Regions from separate parts of the Rattus norvegicus genome. Here region 1 is linked to region 2. The links are chromatin contacts, called in public Hi-C maps. All regions are on one chromosome and are shown on one strand. The core of a region is the stretch at or near the end of the contact, and the rest is flanking DNA. Distances in the headings are between cores, read along the strand shown. Region 1 overlaps Ereg (epiregulin). Region 2 holds the start of Areg (amphiregulin).

Region 1 (6,393 bases), core at 2,102-4,601, 53 kb before region 2:
TAAAATAGTTGACTTTTTTTTTTTTTACATAACATTCATATTATGTATGTATGTATGTATGTATGTATGTTTGTATGATGTGTATGTGCACACAAGCTTGCGTGTCAATAGCTTCCATATTGCATATTTATAATTTATGATTTTGACCAAAAAGGTTTATTTTTATTTTTATTCATATAGAACTTAGATATGAGCTTCATTATGAAGTAGTCATCGAAGCTGGCTGGGTCTTTTCTTTCTCTTATCTTCCAAAATATATACCAACTAAGACAGTAAGGAAGAGAGTATCTTTGTTTTTATCCCTTGTGTCTTTATGTAATTGTCAATTTTTTTGTCCTTTTTACGAATCTTCTATTTTCTGAGAAGAGAGGCAGAAGTGAGGGATCCTTTCTAAAGAGACTATAAATGGAGGTGTGGCTTCCTCATTTGCACTATAAATGTAGGCTTATGCAAATTGTCTATTAATGTGGCTAAAATTGCTGTTGGGAACATTCCAGTGGTAGACAATGGGAAGGCTCCCCAAAGCTGTGACAGGCAAGAACCTTTGAGAGGAGCCACCTGACAACCTTGGTATGCCAACGCAATCCTGGGATGTCTTTTAAAAAACGAGGTAATGCAACAGACTCAGTGTCCTCTGGCGATACTGTTTGTGTAAGTCTGGGTGTCTGGCTAGAGAACAGATAAAGGTTCAGTTGCATTCTAGGTTAAAGTAAAGATTTAACGAACTAGCATGCTATTTCTAATGCTCAAGATCATTTAACCTCTTAGGTCAAAATCACGAATTATAAATATGAGATATGGAAGTTACTGTCACACAGGCTTGTGTCTACACACATTTATCATGCCACCATTAATCTACCTGTACCTCTGGTGCTGTTCTAGTCATACCTTAGAGTAAGTCTGTACCCAAGCAGGGTTAGTGGGGACGTAAGGAAGTAACAGGTTATGTTAGATATCCGTGTTAGCTGGATTCATAACTCAACAGACATGGTGAGTGAGCATTGTAGGGTGTTTAGCAGCAAATCAGGATTCTACCCACTAGATGTCAGTAGTAACCCCTACTGTGGCAATCAGAACCCCCTCCAGACCTTGTCGAATACCCTTGGTTGATAAAATTGGCCCTGGTTGAGAAGCACTGATCGAACATAGGCTTTTATTGTCTCCCATAATTCACAGGTTGAACTACCAAGTTGCTCATACGTCTAGGAGTCTGGGTACTACTTCTAGTGTTTTAAAAGTCATCTTTGGGGGTTCCATGATCGAATGCTTGCTTAACATAAGCAAAGTCCTGTAATGTCAGCATCACAATGCCTATCAGCTCAGCAATGCTTGTCGCTGGTCTTAGCAGAACTTGGGTCCTGTGAATCCTTTCTTCAGACATTGCACAGCTGGCCCCCCAGCTCCTGTTATACCCCTCTGCCCATTCACAATACTAAACATATCCCTTCCCTTCCATTTATTTTCCTTGGTTATTTCTGTCTATCTTTCTAATAACAGTTCCTCACATTTCTCTTTCTCATTCCATACTATTTCCTTGGAATAGGTAAATGGCTCCATTATATACAATAAAATCTTCCTCGATCTTCAAATGGGCTTCACTAGCTCCTTCCAGACTCTATGCATGCATAAAGGTGATGTAGGACCTTCAGATTGGAATCCAATCACTCACTAAGTCTTCTCTTTATGCCTTCCCTCACAAATGCCTCAAAGGGGCTGTCCTGCTTGCTTCCTGCACATGCACGGGTACTGTGACCTTGGTATGGTTTGATTGAATACTTACCGTTCTTCATATAGTCTGCTTTCTTCATCCTCACTCTAGTTATAGAACGTCACGGGATCTCTGAAGGACAGGAATTATGTCTCTTCTTTCTTCCATCATGTTCAGAGCCTCACAAATAAAAAGTGCTCAATAGATATGTATTGGATCAATATTTCATTAAGGTAACCAACTAGAAAGAGGCATGAGATGAGCTGACTTCCTCCTCTTCTAGCTAAACCCTTCCTGTGTATGTGCCTCTCACTGAAGTCTAACTCTTCAAGGCAAGGCAAGTCTATATACTCAAAACGACATCTTCGTGAAGGAGGAGTCTTGAGTACCTCTCGATATGTGCTCCATAGTATGTAACTGCTCGGGGTGAAAATGAATTACCTTCAAGATTTTTAAAACCACCCACTCATAACAATATACTTGCACACGCCTGTATTTCCAGGAATAGTTAGACTGAGAGAGGAAGTTTGAAAATCTGAGACTGTCTTCAGCTATATGGCGAGAACATGTCGTTTAAAACAGTGTCAAAGGGTGTTTAAATGACATCATTTTCTTGCATGTGTGCCTGTGCGTGTTCACTGGTTAAAACTTTTTCCTTGTGAAAAGATTTCATATTTGGCCTCCAGCATGTACAGTGAAAGTGAATTGGTTAGCATGCTGCTAGAAATGTCATGAAATAGTCAAAGCTTCAGTCACCACCATGACTACAGCCATCACCATGACTACAGCCATCACCATGACTACAGCCATCACCATGACTACAGCCATCACCATGACTACAGCCATCACCATGACTACAGTAAAAAGACACCAAAGGACAACCATATCTTATGTATAAGAATATACACACATTTTCTCTGAAATACAGACTGTTACCAGACAGGACAGAAAGTAGACCTTTTCATGATGTGATTTGAGAGAGTCACTGGTGCAATCTCACATTTTAATATTATTGTATACAATTCCATCTGCACAATATTCTGCTGGCAGATAACATATGAGTAGAATTTTCCCTTCACTTTTTCTAAGTGCACAGGATCTAATGGATGTACTGTTATCAAAAAATTTTGTAGTCCCACCTCAGAAGAAGAAGATGGCAAACCAAAAACCTCCTGGGGACAGGCCAGCTGCTGTGACACTGGAAAAGATTCATAGCAGATGTGCCTACCTGTTTGGCCAGGCAAATATTACTCTTCTGGTCTAAATATTCTGAAAGATTTTATTGGGAAAAGAAGGTGAACACCTCTCATTCACTTGCATCCTTTATTTTAGACAATTTTTATTTTCTTGATGGTTTTCTAAAGAAGCTTTCTCTGCCTGGTTTGGGAACCTTTTGCTGACTGGCTCTTCTCTTCGGTCACAGAATCCCGGTTTCCTCTCCATTGGTCTTCTCTTTCCTCACTAGGAAGCAGGTCAGAAGAAACTGTAGGCAATGAGGGCATTTTGTATTTCAGATATTCTGCCTACCTGTTGGGCAAACAGGTCCTAGCACTCCAGGGCCCATGGCTGTAGCTGTCAGGGCTATCCCCATTCCGGTGACAGCACTCAGGCTCTCCCACGCACATGCACAGTCCCCATCCTTGCCTAAGGCTGTAGGTTGGGCCCTGACTCATGGCAAAGAGGCGAATTGCATCCTGTGAGTCAGTGGATCCATTTCCTGCTGGTGTATTTGAGATTTCCCTGAAATGCAGTCTCCCAAAGGTGAAGGGGGAGATCAATTGAGAAGACCAAATTCCTAAACCCACTTGGAGCTATGACCCTTTTAAAGTCTTAAAGTGGTTTTGCTCTTTGCTTTACATGATGAAGTTGAACTTCTAAGCACCAGTTGTGTGTCTATCTATGCCACGTTGCATGGACTTCATCAGGATCTTACATTTTGTCATAGACGTGATTCAAAATGTTTAACCTTGTGAATGACTTTAATAGCAGGAATCCACTGTAAGGAACAAAAGCCTTAAGTAAGATATTTGCAATTGAACCATAGATTGTTGTACACAAACCCACTAAAATTATTAAGAACATAAGACTAAGGAACCATGTGGATATGACACTGGGTCTTATTCCTTCCTTGTATAACTTTAAAATAATGACTACTGGGCTGTGATTGTGGCTAATGACAGAATACTTGTCTAGCATGGGCAATGCTCTCAATCTAGTCCTCAACACTGGGATGTTAAGTTGGGATGTGGCTGTCACAGGCCTCTGTGCATGGGCTTTTCAATCTCCGGATCGCCACATTTATTCCTCTATTCAACTTTTGAAAGTCTTGTGTTAGGCATAGCTAGAGACCAGCAAGGACTCCTGTTCTAAATCTGACCTCTGTATACAAAGATAGATGATTTAGACCCATTTTTTTTGCCATCCACTGGCATGATTTCACACTTTCATGTGATTATTTACAATTTCATCTGTAAACTATTTTGCTGGTGGATTACCACACCAAGTCTCACAGAAACTGTTGAACCAATGAACTGTCTCTGCACAAGCACCGCAGGCCAGACCAGTGTTCCAGGAGGTGCACACCCTAGGCTAATATTCTGCAACCCACAAAGACAAATATTTCACCTGCGGCTCAAGGATTCGAAGCTTATAATAGAAGATGAACTAGTAACTTATGAAAAGCCTTAATTAACGACATCAGAACAGTCAACAGCACTGGTTGGGATCAATTGCAGCCCCCAACAGGGTAACAGTTGAAGCAATCTTAAGCAGGAAATGCTCATCTTGACATCAGTACCTCTTCTTGCCTGTGTGACTTCTAAACAAAGGATGATGCGCTTGGACAGAGAGACTGGTATCCCAATCTTCGCCCTCCCCACTCCCACAGACAATGGTAGTTTCCTGGATTGAGAACTGAATTTTCTCCTCCAGGGATTACAAGGAAAAGTGGAGGGGGAGGGTGTTAAGGATGAAATCATGGACAGTCATAAGCCCAGTCTGTGCTGAGAAGACTGTCTAGGTGAAAGGGCTTAATTCTTCAGTACAGTGCACAGTAAAACTCTATCAAGAAATGGAGCAAAACTAACATGGTTGAGAGTCCATCTCCTTCTCCGACCCACACACCTCATTCCTCACCTATGTGAAAACAGTTGTCATCTCTGTTGACTGACAGTACAGAGACTCTGGTCCTTCCTTCCTCCCTCCCTTCCTTCCTTCCTTTCTTTTTTTCTTTCTTTTTTTTTTGTTTTTTTCAGTCATTTAAGAAAGATTAATTTTGGTCTATCAAAGCAATGCACGTTGACTAGAGAAGCCTGACTAGGGAGCAGATTCTTCTAGAACAGTCGTTCTCAACCTGTGGGGTCTTGACTTGTTTGGAGGGCACATGACGCTTTCACAGGGTCGCCTCATATCAGCTATCTGCATGTCAGATATTTATATTATGATTCATAAAACTAGCAACATTACAGTTATGAAGTACCAGCAAACATAATTTTATGGTTGGCGTCACCACAACACAAGGAACTGTATTAAAGGGGTACAGCATTAGGATGATAGAGAACCACTGATTTAGAGCTTTCAGTGTTTTCAAACCAACGGAAGGATATAAAACTGGATCTTTAGGTCTTGTCTTCTGTGGTCACTCAATAAGACATTTAATTTGCACACACTGGACTCATTTGGGGTGTGCTTGTCTTTATTGTGAATGGCATTGTTGGGTCAAGTTTGAAACATAGTGTAGGTGGTAGGAACCATGAGGTTGGACTTGAAGTCGATCTGTGTCTTGATGTTTAGAACACCCTCGTGTTGATTAATAAGGTCAAAGTTCCCCTAATTGAGAAGAAAAATCACTTTTTCCCAATATGGATTAAATGGTGCATTCAAATGCCAAATTATAGAGATTTATACTCTTACTATAAACCAGTAGAGGGCACTACCTGGATAGTTCAAACTACAGGCTACAGATTGACTGTCTGGAATATTTATGGGAAGCTCTGCTAAGTTTGGCATTTCTGGGGGGAAAATCCATTTCAGTCTCCCTAAAAGTCTGTAAGAACAATTGGGAGTTGGGGAAAAGAGTCACTGTGTCCAAGTAACATAGCTTAGGTTTTCTCATGCCGTTCTCGTTCTCACTTCCCCATTCCTTCCAAGCTGATGTAAATAATACTCTGCTTTAGCTTCCGTAGTGTGCTCCAAGCAGTATTCATCACAGTCGAGTATTACGATCCATTTCCAAGTTCCGTCCTGGGGTCCATTTGACGTGCATCTCCAGGAAGTTGCTTAAACTCCTTATGCTCAGTTCTTGTACATCTGATGGAGTAAATAGTTTCTTCCTTAGCATCTTTGAAAGCATAAAGTGAGATAGCACAGATCAAATGAGCAGAACTGTATCTCCACACAGTACACATTTGAGGCCAGCCAGTTGTGCCTGTTACTACTACTACTAGCACAACTATTGACTACATAATAGTAATTCCTACAGAGCAGAAAAAAGACTGGTGTTCAAAATACACAAAGATGAAACAAGAGAGGCAAAATCCTCTTGTGTAAATATGTATAGAATTAGAGGGCTCTTCTTATCATGTTTCCCATACAACTCAGAAATGGCCTGAGTCATTCTGACGCCTAATTTCCAACATTCATCTTTTGAATGAATGAGACAGTTGTTTCAAGCTCACTGTGATGAC
Region 2 (6,559 bases), core at 2,033-4,532:
TCACGGGCGCTGTGCGTGATGCTGGTATGACACCACGGGATGCTCTCTGATGCATCATAAAATGCCCCAAAAGTATACAAGGGAAGTAGGGTAAAGGTCACAGACCGACAATTCTGGAGGTGGTTAGTTTGCATGACACAGCCCTGTTTATCCTACTTGCTTGTGTATCTTCTGCCATGTATCTATTTAACAAAAGCCAGATGTTTTATTCCTGTTTTCAGAGGAGGAATTTGGGTCTTAAAATCCTATCTAATTTAACATGCAGTAGAATTTATGTATGAAAACTTAGACTCATTCCAAGAACCAAACTATTCTGTCCTGTGACTAGGTTATATAGCAGACATGTAAATGATCCCTTCCCGCATTTCAAATCAGAAATGACAAAGCAATTCTCATGGAAACAGCCAACTTTTACTTCAGTCAGAGAGCCAGTTGGTTCTGATGATGGGTATCCAAACCCTGTATAGATCCCAAGAGTAAGTAAGGGGCTGGAGAGATGGTTCAGTGCCTAAGAGCACTGTCTGTTCTTGCAGAAGACCCGTGTTCAACTCCCTCCACCCACGTGCAGCTCACAACTCTCTGTATTCCCAGTTCCAGGGGATTCAGTGCTCTCTTTCAACCTCTGTGGACACTAGGCACAAGGCACATATGTGGTGCACAAATAGACATGCAGACAAAACACCCCTTCACAGAAAATAAAGTAATAATCCATTCAAGATAAAGGACACTTAAGAAAATAGGAAATAAAGATCTGGCTGCATTCTAAGCACAGTCAAGTTATTTATTGTGCCTTGTAAATGAACGCGATATTCATTGGCTAATTGAGAAGTTAAAATTTTGGTTAAAAAGAGTATAAGAACCACGAGGAGAATGGAACATAATAGGACAGAACAGAGCTAGGACAACGATAACAAAAATGAAACCCATGAGACTAGGAATGTATGTAGTAGCCCTATAAGCAGACTGTCTGAGCTCTGTAGGCCTGACTACGAGTGGGAGAGGAAGAGGAAAGAGGAGGAGGAGGGGAAGGAGGCGGGGGGGGGGGGAGAAGGAAAAGGAGGGGAGGAGGAAGAGGAAGAAGAGGAAAGGGGAGAGGGAGAAGAGGGGGAGGAGGAGGAAGAGGAGGGGGAGGAGGGGGAGGAGGAGGAGGGGGAGGAGGAGGGGGAGGACGACTGAACAGATAGGGTCCCATTCCACCCAAGAATGGATGGGGGAGCATATTTGTTTTCATGCCTATTCCTGGCCACCCTAAATTGCATCTTCTTTCTACCCAAACTTCCTGCTCAGAAGGCCTCCCTGAGCCCCACTCCTCCCCCGCCCCCAGCTGTCTGTAATACCTACAGGCCAAATTAAACTGTAGCCTCCTTTCCCAGGGCACTATGAATCAATCCCTCTTATCTGATTTAGTAGAATTACTTAATCATATGTGGCCCTCATTATTGGGCTCTTAACAAACAAAGAGCTGCTCACTACATCTCGGTCTGGGTGATTCCCCCACAAAAGTAAAATGCAGTTTACATAAAATACCCCTTCATCAAACACTGAATAGAAGTGAAGGCATCGTCCAGAAATTTTGTGTGTTTCTGCCCCAAAGCCTGTGTTTTTGTTTCAAGAGTTTAAAACGTTTCTCAGAATTAGGACTAACACACGGAGACCAATATTCCTGAAAAGCCTGGCTGGGGGGGGGGCAATCAGGTTGGGGGTGGGGGTGGTAGGGTGGGTGATATCATGTGTATCTCCAGATCAGGAAAAGAGTTTAGTGACAGTGTACCTTGTTTTCATTAAGCCAAGGGAAATCCATTTCTGAGCTGCTAGGGCATGAAAGTTTGATGAACTAACTGCCCTCTCTTCCGTTGTATCCTAGTTAAATAAGCTCCTGACACACACACACACTCTATCCCATAGCCGTGGGTTGATTTTTGGTTTTTCTTTTCTTTTCTTTTCCTTCCCTTCCCCTCCCTTCTCTTCCCTCCCTTCCCTTCCCTTCCCTTTCTTTTTCTCCCTCCCTCCCTCCCTCCCTTCTTTCTTTCTCTCTCTCTCTCTCTCTCTCTCTCTCTCTCTCTCTCTCTCTCTCTCTCTTTCTTTCTTTCTTTCTTTCTTTCTTTCTTTCTTTCTGCCAGTCTTTCTGCTAGCCCAAATGGTCCTCAAACTTGCTCCTTACTCTGGAAGTCAAGATCCTCTAGCCAGAGTACTGGAGTCACTGATGTGTCCTCATTAGGGCTCCCTCTTAGGCTGGAAACCCGGCCTCGCTGGATTCTTCTAATTTGAACAGCAGACGCCCCGCCCACCTAAATTATCTTGACCCTTTGCCTTTCTATGAAACTTTCTTCTGCCCAGCAACCCTCTTCATAAAGGTCAGTTTAGCCCTCTATCTCTATCAGAGCAGAGGCCAGAGGCAGATTTCAGAGACAAATTAATTTGAATAAAATCTACACGGCATGCGAGTTTGTCTCCTGTGTTAATTCATTCTTTCTGTCTTTCACACCTGTCTTTTATTGGCTTGTAAACTGGGGAGGGGCGGGGGGGGCGGAGCATACTTACCCCCAGCAGTGTATTATTGGTCTCCAGTGTATTATTGGGAGAAGCCCAGGTTGACTTCTCCCTGAAAACTGTCCTTCAGTCTCCTAAGTGCCACTGTCCAGCCATGTCCAGGTAAAATCTCAAGTGTTTAATTCGACACTAGTAAAAAGAGCAGCCAAGACTGCAGAGAGGAAGACCCCAGGGAGGGTGTCTGATTGATAACGGGGTCAGTAGGAGTCCTTTAGCGTCCAGGTGGGGAAAAACCGGGTCAGGGACTTGAAAAGGGGGTTTGATTGATATCCACACCGTTTGAAGTCCTTTAGAGCCCAGGTGGGAAAAGGACCCCAGACTGCCCACAAACCCAAACAGCTTCTCTTGTGGAGTCGCTGTCTCTTCCCAGTTAAGTAGCTTCCTTTATCCTCCTCAAGTCTTCTGGCTACATCACTTAGCCACAGTTGTTCTTAAAGCTCTACGTCCTAACATGGAACTTTGGTACTTCATCTCCCGGATATATATATATATATATATATATTGAACACTCCAACTTAGAACACAACACGAGTGGGAAACTTTCCCTCCGCGTTAACAGGTAACAGGGCTCGATCCCCACTTCCTCCCGGATCAGCTGAGTTTTGGGGTAATAACCTCCCGCCTCCACCCAGGAGAGGCGTGACGTCACGGGCGGTGGTTCCCGCGGGTCTATAAAGTGCTCACCGCACCCTCCGCCAAGTTCGCTCTGCTCCTTCCTGACTCGCGGCCGCTGCCCTGTCATTTTGAGCCGAGCCCTAGGCGCTGGCAGCTCCAGCCTCCTGGAGCCCGGCGGGGCTGGGCTTCCCCGCGCCGGTGCTCGCCCGTTGCTTCGCGGTTCCGCTGTTCCGGCCGCCGGGAGCCGCTGTCGTGTTGCCGCAGAGACCCCGACGCCGCCGGGCCGCGGAACCAATGAGAACTCCGTCGCTTTCGCTGGCGCTCTCAGTGCTGTCGCTGCTGGTCTTAGGCTCAGGTGAGCACCCCGTGCCTGCAGCAGCCTCCAGGGTTGTCGCTCCTTGAATGCTGCTGCCTCTTGATGCCCCCAAATTTATCTGACCGGGGAACGGATTCCCTTAGCTCGCACCCCTGAAACCGCTCACGCTAGAAGGGCAGACCCGAGTGAGTCTCTAGCATGACCCAAGGACCAGCTGATGGAGACCTAAGAGGTCATTTTGGTCCTCCCTTTCCCTTGATAACTGAGGAAATCCAGGTCCAGGCAGGTGAAGTAATTTCCACAAAGGTAGTTAATCCTGGAGGATTTGAAGGAGGGTTCTTTGCCTTCTGTTTCCATTCCTCCGCCTAGTGATTTTATTTTTACCTTCCTAAAGCACCGCTGGCAACGCTGTTTTGATATTAAAAACAAAAATCAAAATGAAATCAAGGGCTGGAACTCAGGACTCCCCAAAGGGTTTGCGGGGTGCTGAACTTTTTCTCTATGTGGTAATAATAATAATAATGTCTTTACACTGAAAACCCTGTCACTGTTGGCACTGCTTTTCGCATCTCAGGCACAGATTCCACCGCTGTAAACAAGCGTTAAAATGTATCAGTACCCGCTACAACCAGGCAGGAAAGCTTTGGAACAATCGCACCCAAGTTAGACCTGAAGGGAGAGGTACTTACTGGCAGGACTTATTAAATTGTGGACATTATGTAGGCTAACTGTGGAAAAGAAAACCCAGATAAAAGAAACTCTGTAATTGGGCAGCTGAGTTTGCTTCTTGGCTGACTGTGAAGTTGCTTTTACGAGTGACTCAGTCGAGGGAAAACAAAACAAAACAAAACAAAACAAAACAAAAAACCAAACACCCAATAGCACACAGGCAGTAGCTGCTTTAATATGAGGAGACACACGTCTACACAGCAGGGGTCCCTTAGTGAGCCAAAAGCACCAGACTCATCTTCTTCTCTCCGCCCCTGCAGGCCATTATGCAGCTGGGTTGGAACTCAATGGCACCAGCTCTGGGAAAGGAGAACCGTCCTCTGGGGACCACAGTGCTGGTGGACTTGTGGTTTCTGAGGTCTCTACCATAAGCGAAATGCCTTCTGGCAGTGAACTCTCCACAGGGGACTATGACTACTCGGAGGAGTATGATAACGAACCACAAATATCCGGCTATATTGTGGACGACTCAGTCAGAGGTGAGTGGAGGACACTAGGAAAGTGTTGTCTGGGAGATGTGGTTTTTTACCTCAGCAAAGTGGCTTCAGAAGGAAGGCGGCTAGGCTTTCCTAAGGGATTTGAAGGCAGGCGTGGCTGCTGCACATCCTCTGAAGAGCTATGTGGAGGTTGCACCCTGTAGGTCCAAGACATTCATGAAGATCTCCTGTTGCATGCTTGATGTTTGCAACTCTGGGAAGTAAGCAGAACGGCGCTCATTTTACACACTAACTGAAGCTCAGGGAGGTTGTGCGCTCCCCGGGAGCAAGCAGCTGAGTCAGAATCAGAACCCCAGTCTGCTTGATTCCGGGGACTAGCATCTTTCCCAGTATGCCACATGACCTCCATTCTGGAAGCATCGGTTAGTCATTGACCATTCCTGAGGCCCTTGTGCCTCAGCAGGTGCGTCCCCTCCTCCACACTGCCTGTCTTCAAATAACTGCACAACTAACTAACTAACTAACTAACTAATAACTGCATAACTAACACAAATAAGGGAACAGAAAGAATAAGGACGGAACTCTAGGGATGTTAAAGATGTATGTGTGTATTGTATTTTTAGCTAAACTACTGATCCTGTTTTCTTTTTCCTTTTGCTCTTATTAGACAGATTTTATTTTTTTTAAAAGAAAAAATAACCTTTCTTTCAAATGAGAGGGATAGACTCACTATCCTCGTTTTACTTTGCCGTTTGGGGCGGAGAAGAGGCCATTGATAAGTCAGATCTAAGCATCTACCTTGGAGGCAGGGCAAGGTGATTTCAGAGTTCCTTAAGGTCCCTAAAACTTTCCTAGCAGCTTTCCTGACTCCTCCTCCTCCTCCTCCTCCACCGGAGTTTCCCAGAGCTGAGGAGGAATGAGGGACAAGGACTGAAACAGGGTAACTCGGGGGAGGGGTACACTTCAGTGAGCAGTCTACGCCAGTGCCGGGCTCCTCAATTATCTTGTTCATTTTTGCTTAGTTTTTGTTTTTAATGTTTCAATATTTGTAATAGGACAGGGGAATAGGTCGGACCAGGAGGGCATCCACCAGCTTGTTAAAGACGTGTTACATTATTAACAGTTCTGGAGGCCAACTTCTGGAGCAGGCAGGCGGCTGCTACTGAGAATTGCAGTGAAGTGTGTACAGCCGAGACTGTTGGTTGCTCTCCTTTAAAAGGCTGTTTGCTTGAATACCCAGGGGTGTGTTGTCTGCTGCAACCCTTCAGCACAGTGACTATTATTTGGCTTGGACTTCTAATCTACCTGATAAAGTGTAGCGATAATGCGTTTAAGACAATTCTCCCAGAGGGCTTCCTCTCACTTGCACTTTATAATGATCAAAAGAAAGTTTCTGTATAAACAATGCATGGCTACCTATTTAACATTCCTTCTAATTTAACTTTTGTTAATTCACTTAAAGTAAACCCCTAGAACATTCCTAATATTTATCATTTTCTTAAGACAGGGAGGCTCTGTCTTCGACACCCCCATGAGCCTTCCATTAGTATGTCTCTCCTGTTCTGTGTGACTTGATGGGTGCTTGTAAAATCTTTGGGACTAGTGGTGTTTTCTCTTCCTGCTGTTCTCTGTTTGCTAAATACTTCGTCACACACTCCTAGTCCAGGATCAGCACAACAAAATGCACCTTCCCCTGCCCCTTTTTCGTGTAATTAGCCACTCCTTTCATAGTCCAAAGACTCCAGATCTGATAAATTGAGGTGACAATCCATCTGAGGCATCAGGACCAAAATTTCTACGCCATTTTAAATAGATCGAACATGACACTGAGCCCACCCCCAGAGGTATCTGTTGTTATTATTATTTTTTATAATAAATATTTTCCAGCTTACTCCACCCTCATGCAGTGCCC

What was found. Hi-C and Micro-C count contacts between places; a contact is called where the count stands out from the background.
Region 1: a contact with region 2 is called in a Hi-C map of the A7r5 cell line, with 2.2 times the contacts expected there. The contact joins the enhancer-like site here to the promoter of Areg in region 2. A contact is called at or near these places in 2 of 12 Hi-C or Micro-C datasets (the A7r5 cell line and mammary epithelial cells).

The regions. Positions count from the first base shown.
Region 1 is chr14:17,315,884-17,322,276 of GRCr8, reverse strand. All of the region lies in intron 1 of Ereg (epiregulin), which reads left to right. Among named protein-coding and RNA genes, the nearest start is that of Ereg, 6.2 kb to the left of the region's middle. Within about 2 kb of position 3,351, at least 8 of the 93 cell types and tissues checked have an H3K27ac peak or open chromatin away from gene starts, as enhancers often do. A contact at or near this core is called in the A7r5 cell line, where this site is marked.
Region 2 is chr14:17,262,364-17,268,922 of GRCr8, reverse strand. Areg (amphiregulin) reads left to right here and starts at 3,282. Exons shown (of 6, transcript NM_017123.2): 1 at 3,282-3,520; 2 at 4,471-4,689. The coding sequence starts at 3,460.